Linked DNA regions of Mus musculus: region 2 is linked to region 1. A link is a contact called in public promoter capture Hi-C data. All regions are on one chromosome and are shown on one strand. Each heading gives the region's core, a stretch centred on a gene start, on an enhancer-like site or on the middle of the called end of the contact. The rest is flanking DNA. Distances are from core to core; before and after follow the strand shown.

Evidence for each region. Capture Hi-C pulls out chosen DNA fragments and counts their contacts.
Region 2: a promoter capture Hi-C map of liver shows a contact between it and region 1. The contact joins two enhancer-like sites. A contact is called at or near these places in 1 of 15 datasets of contacts at CTCF or cohesin (the NIH/3T3 cell line), 2 of 484 Hi-C or Micro-C datasets (embryonic stem cells and nephron progenitors), 1 of 115 datasets of contacts at active chromatin or transcription factors (embryonic stem cells) and 4 of 9 other capture datasets (adipose tissue, embryonic stem cells, liver and 1 more).

Annotation. Positions count from the first base shown.
Region 1 is chr12:72,472,673-72,479,187 of GRCm38.p6, reverse strand. It overlaps Lrrc9 (leucine rich repeat containing 9), which reads right to left. Exons shown (of 32, transcript NM_001142728.1): 16 at 5,179-5,391; 17 at 3,026-3,145; 18 at 1,794-1,985; 19 at 407-532. Among named protein-coding and RNA genes, the nearest start is that of Lrrc9, 34 kb to the right of the region's middle. Within about 2 kb of position 1,872, at least 13 of the 459 cell types and tissues checked have an H3K27ac peak or open chromatin away from gene starts, as enhancers often do. A contact at or near this core is called in liver, where this site is marked.
Region 2 is chr12:72,625,538-72,631,267 of GRCm38.p6, reverse strand. It overlaps the pseudogene Gm4756. Among named protein-coding and RNA genes, the nearest start is that of Dhrs7, 36 kb to the left of the region's middle. Within about 2 kb of position 2,312, at least 4 of the 459 cell types and tissues checked have an H3K27ac peak or open chromatin away from gene starts, as enhancers often do. A contact at or near this core is called in liver, where this site is marked.

The sequences.
Region 1 (6,515 bases), core at 623-3,122:
GATTCTCTATCTGTATAACGCAGGTATTTCTGTCCCTGCAGGCTAACAGGTTACACATAATACTGATACTGCACAGTGTACTAAATGCTCTCTCAAAGCCTCCTAAGGTTACTGCATACACAAATACTATTTATCACCATGCAGCCTCTAGAAAGGACTCAGGAAGTTCATGGGATTAGAAAGTAATTACCCTAGAGATATTAGGGGGAAAGGCTGGCATTTGGGCCTGTTCCAAGATAGTCCATAAAGCCCACTCTCGTTTATGGGGGTAGGGTATGGGAGGCACATTGGTATAGGAAAATTAATATGCTAGGAGAGAGTATCAAGCTTAATAAAAGAAAATAAACCAGAAAAGTATCATTTGTATGTGCACCTAACTCAGGAATAGTAACCTAGTGATGCCAACCTGAGTAATCTTCGTTCCACTAATGAATTTCAGAGCTGCTCTGGTTTCTTCTTCAGAAATGACGAGGCCGTCTAAGTGTGTAAGAGTCTTTAGTCTGCCAATAACACTCAGCCTCAATGTGGCTGGCTTGGGAAAAAATATCAAAAAGTTAATTTTCATTAGACATCACATGTATTACGGCACGGGAAAGTAACACTTCCTTCTTTTCCATATAATTGAAAGCTGTCTATCTCTCTTTGAAAACTACTTAGCTTCTAAAACTAAGGACTTGATTTAATTCTTTAAATAATAGTTGGAATTAAATTATGTAAGGATAAATCTGTTCCATTTTCAGGATGCAAGCCCACTGCTCTTGGAAAGTGGCTGGTGAAAGGATGATGGGAGCCACAGGGAGACTCATGCTTGTTGAGTGGGCAGTAAGCCAGGGAGCTCCGTCCTGGACTCCGCATGGATCTCCTGACATTGAAGTCCAACTTGACAGGGAGAGGGTGACCATTAGAAAAATCTGCTTTGGCAACAAAACAAACAGAACAGAACAATATTGCTTTACCTATCTTAAATTCAGTGTTATAAATTTAGTAATATGGCCCACTTAATAGATCCAGTCATTTACTCATTCTTTAAAATACTAAACATAATCTCACAAATGTCAGTTATTTATTCTTGTGATGTGGTCTTACTACAGAACCTATGCTGGCCTTGAACTCATGACCCTTCTGCTTCTGCCTCTCCAGTGCAGTGCCTGGCTCTATGTACATTTTAGAAGCAATGAAAGAAGAGTCTTAAAATGATAAATTTGGGCTCATTTAAAATACTGGGAGATAGCCTTAAAGGTATAACATGAACAATAATAAAAATAACATTCAAATTTCTTTCTATAACAGAAGGAAATAATTTTATAATTTAGGTTTATGAAGAGACATGATTTCTACATTTTTAAGAGAATAAATAATAGAAATTGCAAAGTGAGCCTATATGTTATTATCCAGAGTTTAGAGCACATTGTAGAATGCTGTTCCCTTCTTAACAGTGTGTTTCCCTTATTAAATCAGATTATTTTTGGCTCCTGTGTGTCATTATAAAAGCATTCTAGCCACTGACATGAATTCTCTGGAAGTTTGCAAATGACAATGACTTTAATCGTTCTTAGAGCAGTAATGCATTCAGACTGTCACAGGTTACAAGGTATCATACAAACATGACAGCACAGCTTTTCTTATAGTGACATTTGTGTCACTAGATCACCAGTCTAAACCCACTTATCCAGGATTTTGAAGGAAGCACAAGGAACAGGTGTGGTTTGCCTCTTTCTGGCTTGGACTGACCAGCGAGGCAGAGACTGGTTCTGCACAGAGTGTCTGCTTTTCTAGTGCTGTCTGCTGCATACCTTCTGCCAGGGGTTGTGCTGAATGTCAAGGGTGAGAAGGCTGGTGGTGTGTTTGCACAGCACATTGATCTCTTCCCCAGTCTTCTTCAGCTGGTTCCAGCTCAAGTCCAAATGCTTCAGTTTCATCAGGCCTCTGAATCCCTCTAGGGTTATCACATGGTTATGGCTGGCGTCCAAATACTCAAGGTTGTACTGTGGTGCATACAAACAGGCGCAATGCTAACTCAGGGTTTGTGCATACCAAGTGCTTTCCCCCACTTCTCTAAATATGTCACATGCTTTCTTATAACATATACAGAAAACCTACACAAGAATCCCACTGCCCTAAGGGTAACACACTGGGTCATGGCAGCAATTCTCAGGTCAGGCTTGGCTCTTGTAAACTTAGGGGAACACAAGGATTCTAGATGAGTTATGCAATTAGATTATGGCTTTGATAATGGAGGAGCACTGTCACACACACACACACAAAGCCAATCCTTAGAGACTACAGAGACTATAGCACAGGTTTCCTCATCTCTCTGAACACAGAGCTGCAGGGACTTGTTTGCACAAGAGGGCAGGCAAACAGACTTGCAAGACAACTTGCAATTATCCACAAAAATACATGTCTTTATGCCTAATACCTAGTTATATTGTTGAAATGGCTTCAATTACAGATTATATCCTTAGCTACAAAAATTGAATTTTATTCTATAATTTTCTTTTCTTTTTCTTTTTAAGAGATGCAAAGTTTTCTAAAGCTAGTAGGCCTCCTGGTATAGGCCCATGATTGCTGCTAGCAATAAAGTGCACCTTTCTTAAAATGGCAAAGCCAAGCGACTATGTTAGTGTGTGCACTTGACTGAGAGCAGGACCAGGGGAGAGTGCAGGGAGAGGAGCTGGGGAAAGGGCAGAGGAGGCTGCACAAGGGGCTTTGGCTCTCAGTAGCATAGGCTGCCTTGTAAGCACACTCTCCTAAGATTTCCCCAACTCATACATTTGCATTGCTTATTTTAGTGCATCTTAATGTTGTTTTATAGTAAATAATAAAATAGATAATAAGTAAGGCCTTCTAACTGACACAGTGACTACTCTGTGCTGTACATGAGACCCCCAGGACACATTCATCTCATAGTTGAACATTTCTTTCCTTTGACCAACATTTCCTCTCTATCCCCCCAAGGCCCAGGCTGCCATCCTGCTTCTATGCTTTTGACTTGGCATTTACATTTCAAAAGAGCAGCTCTTACCAAGTGGTACACATCATCTAAGCAAGTAAACTCATTGAAGCTAATGTTCAGCTTCCGAAGCCCAGTTAGCTTGGCAAGATCTCTCAGTTTACTCAAGCTATTCCCGTGTAGATTCAGATTCTGGAAGCGAAATAAAGTGTGAATTGAAAAACAAAATACATTCATTGCTTTTTGTGACATGGTGTAGGCGTTAGTAGCCAACATATTTAAAAAAAATTATCAATGCTTCTTAGCCTTTTGGCTAAGATCAAGGGTAGAATAATTAAATCATCTACAATAACGCAAAAGTGAGAACATGATTGTTATGAATAACATTCAGAGAATGCTAATACAGTAAGTAAATATGCTATGAGATGTTGAAAGTTAATAATAGTTTGTAGTAACATAGCTGGGCTTGGTATGTGATTAATATAACTTCCTATTTGGTCTAAATTTGTTAATAATTAGCAAGAAATTCTTATTTAGTGAATAAATACATTGGTTAGGGTGTTTACTGGGAGGATCTGCTTCTCTGGTTAGCCAGCGAACAACAGAGGCAGAAAACCACATGGGAAAGAGGTGAACGTGTGCCCCTTGACTGAGCCATTGGACCAAGGAAGAATATCTGCGGGTCTTGAAACGGGGGGTGGGAGGCAGCGGTAACAGAATGTCAAAGAGGAAGGTGAGTGGGCATCTAAGGTCATACCTACATCTCACATCGGCCCAGATGTTCCTGTTCATCTCATCCTCAAACACACAAGACAAACATTTCAGTTTTGTACTTAGAACTGCTCGTGATGCCTACATGGTTCTCCGACTGCAAAGCTCACTGTTTTGATTTGTATCAAGTGAAAGACAAGATGTATCTGTGGGTAGACTATGAAGTAAATAATGGTACAAGAAAACAGTACACCTAGCTGATGACAGTCCTCACAAGTGGTACTGTGCAATGATTTCAGCTATCTACTGTCAACCATAGTCACACACTACAATCATCTTAATGGTGTGCATGCAACTGGGCTCCTCACAAGGAGAACCAACTAAGTTTCTAATTGTATTCAAAATTGGCTGAAACTGCCATGAAAGGCTAGGTTGTGCACACTATTCCAAAATTCACTGATAGATTGTACAAATGCATCATATTTAATAGATCTGAATGGAACTCATCATCTTCTCCTTAAGTCTGTGGCTTAAGAGATCCATTATTTTGTTGAACATCCCTTTCCTTCTTTCCATATATATTTGGTTCTAGAAATATTTCCCATGCCCGCTGTGCAATCCTTCATTCACACCAGTGCCTCGAACTGACTAACTCCTCTGTGGTCCACTGCAACAGCTCTTGCTGGATCTTCACACTGCCAGCCTGACTGCCACTAAGTTCTCCTACAAGATACCCAAGTTAAGGTTTTGAGAAGTAAGATTCTGTTCCTTGTAAATGTGCTACACTTTCTGGAGCAGGCTACAAAGTGCACACTTTCTGGAGTTTTCAGAACTGCTACTGCAGAGTACAGAAGTCCTGGTTAGGGAGCTATGACAGTACAGTAGGTCAGAGGTGATGGTAGTCTGGAAATCATGGTAGCAACGCACTTGAACATGATAAGTCTCAAAGTCAGACATGCAGAGAGGTTACTATTTCACGTAGAGTTGATTTAGTGTACGATATCACTTTAATTGGTAACTCACATTCTGCTGATACATCTGTAAAGATAAACCTGTCATATACTCGTTGCTTAATCCTAGAAACTGATTCAAACTTTTTGCTTTTACCTATATCATTTAAAGAGAGATTACTTATCATTCAGAATAAAATCACTTGCTTACTGGAAAGCCACTTCACTTCAAGGAGCTACTGAACTCCCAACACAATGCTAGACTGAATTAATACATGATATTGGTAGAAAATACACTTCAAAATTAAGACTGCATGTTGAAATATTTTACATATTTGGGTTAAATAAAACAACAAAGAAGTAACTTAAGAAAATTTAATTTACGTACTTTATTGATTACTACTAGAGAACACTGGTCCAGTCTTCATACAACAAGAGGACTGGAGACTTTGCAATCAAATTATATGATTCCTAACAACATTGTGTAATAACTTTAGACTCCACATACTAGATTCAAATTCCAAATTCAGGATTGCCTTCCAAATTTTTTCTTATAATACTCACCACAATATGGCTGTAAATATTAGTCTTAGCAAGGGAAATTATAGTCTTCTCATCCAAACTAATGAGTTTTGGGCGGGGCTTAATCCTGGGTTCCATCTTCAGAACTTCATCATCAAATTTCAAATCCTGTGAGAATACTAATCCTTCAGAATACTTTTTGCCTTCCTCTAGAATAACGTTGTTTGATGTAGAAAATAAAGAGTGAACTTTGACCTAAAAATATTTCAAATGTTGAAAATTCAGTTGATTATTTGTTACATAAAACCAAATAGGTTGTATAGAAAACAATTGAGTTTTGTAGTTATACAATAATATCTAGAATAGTAAAATTACTTTAATCAATATATAAGCATAGATTAAGACTGTGAGCTAGGCATGCATGTGTCTATTCTCACCTATGAAGGTTTCTTAAAACTGGCAAGGAATACATTTAAACTAATTTAGGGCATAGAACAGAAACAAGGGTTAAGAAATTATCAGACATAAAGCAGAAGGCATTGATGTGTGGAATGTAAGAGCAGAACTGTGGCTTTTAGGAAAAACACATGCAGGTGAAACGTTTTAAGAACTGACCCAGAGAAATGTGATGTTTAGAGTAAATAAACAGAAGAAGAGGCCACTCCTGATAGGCCCTGGGTTCACATGTGATTATAGCAAGAACTTTGAATGTGTGAGTGACTAAGAGCTACATGAGCAAACAGAGCTAACCCTAGAAGAAAAGAAAATAATTAACCAGTGAATATTTTTTAAATCTAGGAGAATACAGAATCTATAACAAGACATTATAGAAAAGAATAAATACTATAATGTAAAAACAAATACTAAAATAAAATATTTAATAAGTATTAAGAAGCCAAATGAATATAGCAGCAGGATGATTAAACTATCATCCTGGAAGCCAGTACTGAGGAACTATCCCATAGCAAAGAATTAAGAGGTGAACATGAGAAAAAAGGAGAAAGTCATTTTCACATCTTTTAGTTATTATTTCAGAGCTACTTCTCCAGAGTGGGTTTCAGAAGACTCAGCAGAGAACTGAAAAGAAGAAATTATCAAAGGAACTAAGAGAAGAAAGCTTCCCAGAAGTAAAGACAAAACTAAAGCATCAGATTTGAAGCACCATCACTCATGAAGTGGCAAGCGGCAAGCATGACGTCTGGCTGGCGTCAGTAACCTGTCCAGACCGCCCTCCTCTAGGCTGCTCTGTCACGGAAGCTAAATGAACGTCTGCTTACCATTTGTCTGAGTTTCTGTGTACTTGCAGGAAGAAGCTCATGAGAACAGTTAAAAAAATATGCCTAGAATTATATTTAATACAAAGTATTAAAGACCTCTGC
Region 2 (5,730 bases), core at 1,063-3,562, 150 kb before region 1:
TAAATAGGGAGAGAGTGGGCAGTCTTGTCCCTGATTTTAGTGGGATTGCTTCCAGCTTCTCACCATTTACTTTGATGTTGGCTACTGGTTTGCTGTAGATTGCTTTTATTATGTTTAGGTGTGGGCCTTGAATTCCTGATCTTTCCAAGTCTTTTATCATGAATGGGTGTTGGATTTTGTCAAATGCTTTCTCCACATCTAATGAGATGTTCATGTGGTTTTTGTCTTTGAGTTTGTTTTTATAGTAGATTACATTGATAGATTTCCATATACTGAACCATCCCTGCATCCCTGGGATGAAGCCTACTTGGTCAGGATGGATGATCATTTTGATGTGTTCTTGGATTTGGCTTGTGAGAATTTTATTGAGTATTTTTGCATCAATATACAAAAGAGAAATTGATCTGAAGTTCTCTTTCGTTGTTGGGTCTTTGTGTGGTTTAGGTATCAGAGTAATTGTGGCTTCATAGAGTGAATTGGGTAGAGTACCTTCTGTTTCTATTTTGTGGAATAACTTGAGGAGTATTGGAATTAGGTCCTCTTTGAAGGCCTGATAGAACTCTGCACTAAATCCTTCAGGTCCTGAGCTTTTTTTTGGTTGGGAGACTATTACTGATTGTTTCTATTTCTTTAGGGGATATGGGATTGTTTGGATCATTAATCTGATCCTGATTTAACTTTGGTACCTGGTATCTGTCTAGAATATTGTCCATTTCATCCAGGTCTTCCAGTTGTGTTGAGCATAGCCCTTTGTAGTAGGATCTGATGATGCTTTGGATTTCCTCATGTTCTGTTGTTATGTCTTCCTTTTATTTCTGATTTTGTTCATTAGGATACTGTCCCTGTACCCTCTAGGTAGTTTGGCTAAGGGTTTATCTATCTTGTTGATTTTCTCAAAGAACCAGCTCCTGATTTTGTTGATTCTTTGTATATTTCCTTTTGTTTCTATTGGATTGATTTCAACCCTGAGTTTGATTATTTCCCGCTGTCTACTCCTCTTGGGGGAATTTGCTTCCTTTTGTTCTAGGGCTTTTAGGTGTGCTGTCAAGCTACTTGTGTATGCTCTCTCCAGATTATTTTTGGAGGCACTCAGAGCTATGAATTTTCCTCTTAGGAATGCTTTCATTGTGTCCCATAAGTTTGGATATGTTGTGTCTTCATTTTCATTAACTTCTAAAAAGTCTTTAATTTCTTTCTTTATTTCTTCCTTGACCAAGGTATCATTGAGTAGAGTATTGTTCAGCTTCCACGTGTATGTGGGCTTTTTATTATTTATGTTGTTATTAAAGATCAGCCCTAGTCCGTGGCGATCTGATAGGATGCATGGGATTATTTCAACATTTTTGTATCTGTTTTGTAACTGATTATATGGTCAATTTTGGAGAAGGTACAATGGGGTGCTGAGAAAAAAGGTATATCTTTTTGTTTTAGGATAAAATGTTCTATAGATATCAGTTAAACCCATTTGTTTAATAACTTCTGTTAGTTTCACTGTGTCTCTGTTTAGTTTGTTTCCAGGATCTGTCCATTGATGAGAGTGGGGTGTTGAGGTCTCCCACTATTATTGTGTGTGGTCCAATGTGTGCTTTGAGCTTTACTAAAGTTTCTTTAACGAATGTGGATGCCCTTGCATTTGGAGCATAGATGTTCAGAATTTAGAGTTTATCTTGGTAAATTTTACCTTTGATGAGTATCAAGTGAGTATCCCTCCTTATCTTTTTTGATAACTTTAGGTTGAAAGTTGATTTTATTCGATATTAGAATGGTGCTTCAGCTTGTTTCTTGGGACCATTTGCTTGGAAAATTGTTTTCCAGCCTTTTACTCTGAGGTAGTGTCTGTCTGTGTCATTGAGGTCGGTTTCCTGTAAGCAGCAAAATGTTGGGTCCTGTTTACATAATCAGTCTGTTAGTCTATGTCTTTTTATTGGGGAATTGAGTCCATTAAGAGATATTAAGGAAAAGTGATTATTGTTTTCTGTAAATTTTTTGTTAGAGTTGGAATTTTGTTCATGTGGCTATCTTCTTTTAGGTTTGTTGAAATAATACTTTCTTGCTTTTTCTTAATTTCCCTCCTTCTTGAATTCACAACTGTTGATCACTGAGACAGTATCCCTAAGTATTTAAAGACATTTCAGTTTTTTGGGTTTGTTTGTTTTGTTTTGTTTTTTGTTCCTATTGCAACTTTTTTTTTTTTTTTTTTTTTTTTTTTTTTTTTTTTTTTTTAAAGTCCACTCAGTGTCTGTGTTCTCTTGGAACCAGCATGGCTCATTCCAAAGTACCCAGGCAGTGCAGCCCTGGACAGAGTCAGTGGACCTGGCACACCCAGAACACTCACTCCTCCCCTGCCTGCACCCCGAGAGGAGCCAGAGTCCAGGGCTGTATAATTTAGCTGTAGTTGCCTTTTTCTAGCTGCGATGGACATCGAGTTCTGGATACTGGCGTTGTGCGCCCTGCTGCTGCCAGCCTTTGGGCTGCTGAGCTTCCTGCGCTTGGATAGTGACCTGACGCTGCTGTGGGCTTCGTGGATGGGCCGGCGTCCTGGTGAGAACCTTCTGTGACCTCCAGCTTCAAGTGGGAGTTCTGATCTCTGCTGGGTAGGGTCCTCCTGGGCTGCTTCTAGTCGTCAAAGCCTCAGTGGTCCAGCCTGAGCCTTTCCTAGGGTTAAGGGTTAGGGACGAAGAGACTGGGTAAAGGGCGCAGGCATTTTTGGCTTTGTTTTGTTTTGTTTTTCGAGACAGAGTTTCTCTGTGTAGCTCTGGCTGTCCTAAGAACTCAGAAATCCACTTGGCTCTGCTTCCCAAGTGCTGGGATTAAAGGCGTGTGCCACCACCGCCTGGCTTGGAGGAATTGTTTAAGAACCTGTCCATGGCTCTGTCTGTTCTGGAATTTACTGTGTAGATCAGGCTGGCCTTGAACTCACAAAGATCTGCTTACTTCTGCCTCCTGGGTGCTGGGATCAAAGGTGTGTGTCCCCTCCTGTTTTGCTTCTCTGGGATATCTGAGCATCACTATCCCATGCATATTCCTGCCAACTCTCCTCTTTCTTCCGCAGAACAGGCACTGATTGGCATGGTGGTGTGGGTTACTGGAGCGTCAAGTGGCATTGGTGAGGAGCTAGCTTTCCAGTTATCTAAACTAGGGGTCTCTCTGGTGCTGTCAGCCCGAAGGGCGCAGGAGCTGGAGCGGGTGAAGAGAAGATGCCTGGGTGAGTCAATTCCCAACACCAGCCGTGCTTCCCAGCAGTGAGAATCCAAACTCAGCCCAGCTTTGGAAGTCAGGGAAAACGTAAGATTGTTTTGTATAGTTCGTGCTGGCTCCAGAGCTTCATGCGTGCATGCGTGCGTACATGTGCCCAGACCTCCTCGTCTGTCACTTTTTTTTTTAAATTAGGTATTTTCTTCATTTACATTTCCAGTGCTATCCCAAAAGTCCCCCATACCCTCCCCTCCCAAAACTCCCCTACCCACCCACTCCCACTTCTTGGCCCTGGCGTTCCCCTGTACTGGGGCATATAAAGTTTGCACGACCAATGGGCCTCTCTTTCCACTGATGACTGACTAGGCCATCTTCTGATACATATGCAAGCTAGAGACACGAGCTCCGGGGGGTACTGGTTAGTTCATATTGTTGTTCCACCTATAGGGTTGCAGATCCCTTTAGCTTCTTGGGTACTTTTTCTCCTCCATTGGGAGCCCTGTGATCCATCTAATAGCTGACTGTGAGCATCCACTTCTGTGTTTGTTAGGCCCCAGCATAGTCTCACCTCTTAAGCAGCAGTGTTTTCTTGCCTTTTTTTTCTTTTCAGCCACCTTTCTTCCTTCCTCCCTTCCTTTCCTTCTTCCTTCCTTCCTTCCTTTCTTTCTCTCTCTCTTTCTTTTTCAATTTTATTTATTTTTTAAATTTATTTTTACACTCCATATTTTATTCCCCGCCCCCCCATCCACCCTCCAACTGTTCCACATCCCACACCTCCTCCCCACCTTCTGTTGCCACATAGATATCCCCACTCTCCTCCCCACCTGACCTCTAAACTCCCTGGGGCCTCCAGTCTCTTGAGGGTTAGAGCATCATCTCTGAATGAACACAGAACCTGAGGTTCTCTACTGTATGTGTTGGGGGCCTCATATCAGCTGGTGTATGCTGTCTGTTTGGTTGTCCAGTGTTTGAGAGATCTCAGGGGTCCAGATTAATTGCGACTGCTGGTCCTCCTACAGGATGGCTCAACTCTTCAGCTTCTTTCAGCCTTCCCTAATTCAACAACAGGGGTCAGCTGCTTCTGTCCATTGGTTGGGTGCAAATATCTGCTAGTGACTCTTTCAGTTGCTTGTTGGGTCTTTCAGAGGGCAGTCATGATAGGTCCCTTTTTGTGAACATTCCATAGCCTCAGTCGTTGTATCAGGCCTTGGGTCCTCCCCTTGAGCTGGATCCCACTTTGGGCCCATTGCTGGACCTTCTTTTCCTCAGGCTCCTCTCCATTTCCATCCTGTAATTCTTTCAGACAGGAACAATTATGAGTCAGAGATGTGACTGTGGGATGGCAACCCCATCCCTCACTTGATGCCCTGTCTTCCTGCTGGGGTTGGGCTCTATAAGTTCCCTGTCCCTACTGTCTGGCATTTCATCTAAGGTCCCCTCCAGCCCCCCTTGAGTCCTGAGAGTCTCTCACCTCCCAGGTCTCTGGTTTCAGCTACCTTTCTACTCTCATTTTTATTTTCACAGATTCTTGCCCATTCTGTCAGCGTTGGTGGAACAAATGTTGGGTAGTGATCAAATGACTTATAAGTTGCTTGAGAAGAAGAATACATCGACTCCTATCCATAACATACAAATTTGATTATTGAAATACTCATGGAAGGGGCAACCATGCTATTTTGCCGTTTTTTGAGTTTTAACATAATCATGTTCAATAAGAAAGCTGACTCGGGTAAAAAAAAAAAGTCATTGTTTAGTTGAGTTGATTCTGAGTTTCCCCCCAGAATATATTTTTGGATGACTTCTTTTTATTTTAATCACTGACTTTTTTGCTTGAGTTGATTAACTCTCCAGCAATGAGAATTTGTTGTCCTGTTACTGCTCAACGAAGCCACACTCCTCTCTCTGGATACTGCTACCAAAGACCCCGGTACCAGTGGCCCATGCTGGTAATGAGTTTCATTCAACAGGCTGTATGTTGAATGTATTCCCTGTGTTCCCACACTGTTCCCCCTTTCTTTTCCCACTTTTCCATTAGCTTATATTCTTTTCACATCTGCTTTCATCACACACACACACACACACACACACACACACACCTTTACTTTATGTCTCTTATTAGTTATTTCTAGCTTTATTTCATTATGTTACGTTAAATTACAAGAAAACAAATTTAAGGTCTTTGGTTTTTGATAGATCACTTTAATGATCTCAAATGTTACCTGCTTTCAATATAGTATGATGGGCTCCTAATAAGCATACAGAGTCTGTAGCTAGTGTGTGGATAGTATGATGATGTAGCTAGTGTGTGGATAGTATGATGGGCTCCTAATAAGCATACAGAGTCTGTAGCTAGTGTGTGGATAGTATGATGGGCTCCTAATAAGCATAGAGTCTGTAGCTAGTGTGTGGATAGTATGATGATGTAGCTAGTGTGTGGATAGTATGATGGGCTCCTAATAAGCATACAGAGTCTGTAGCTAGTGTGTGGATAGTATGATAATGTAGCTAGTGTGTGGATAGTATGATGGGCTCCTA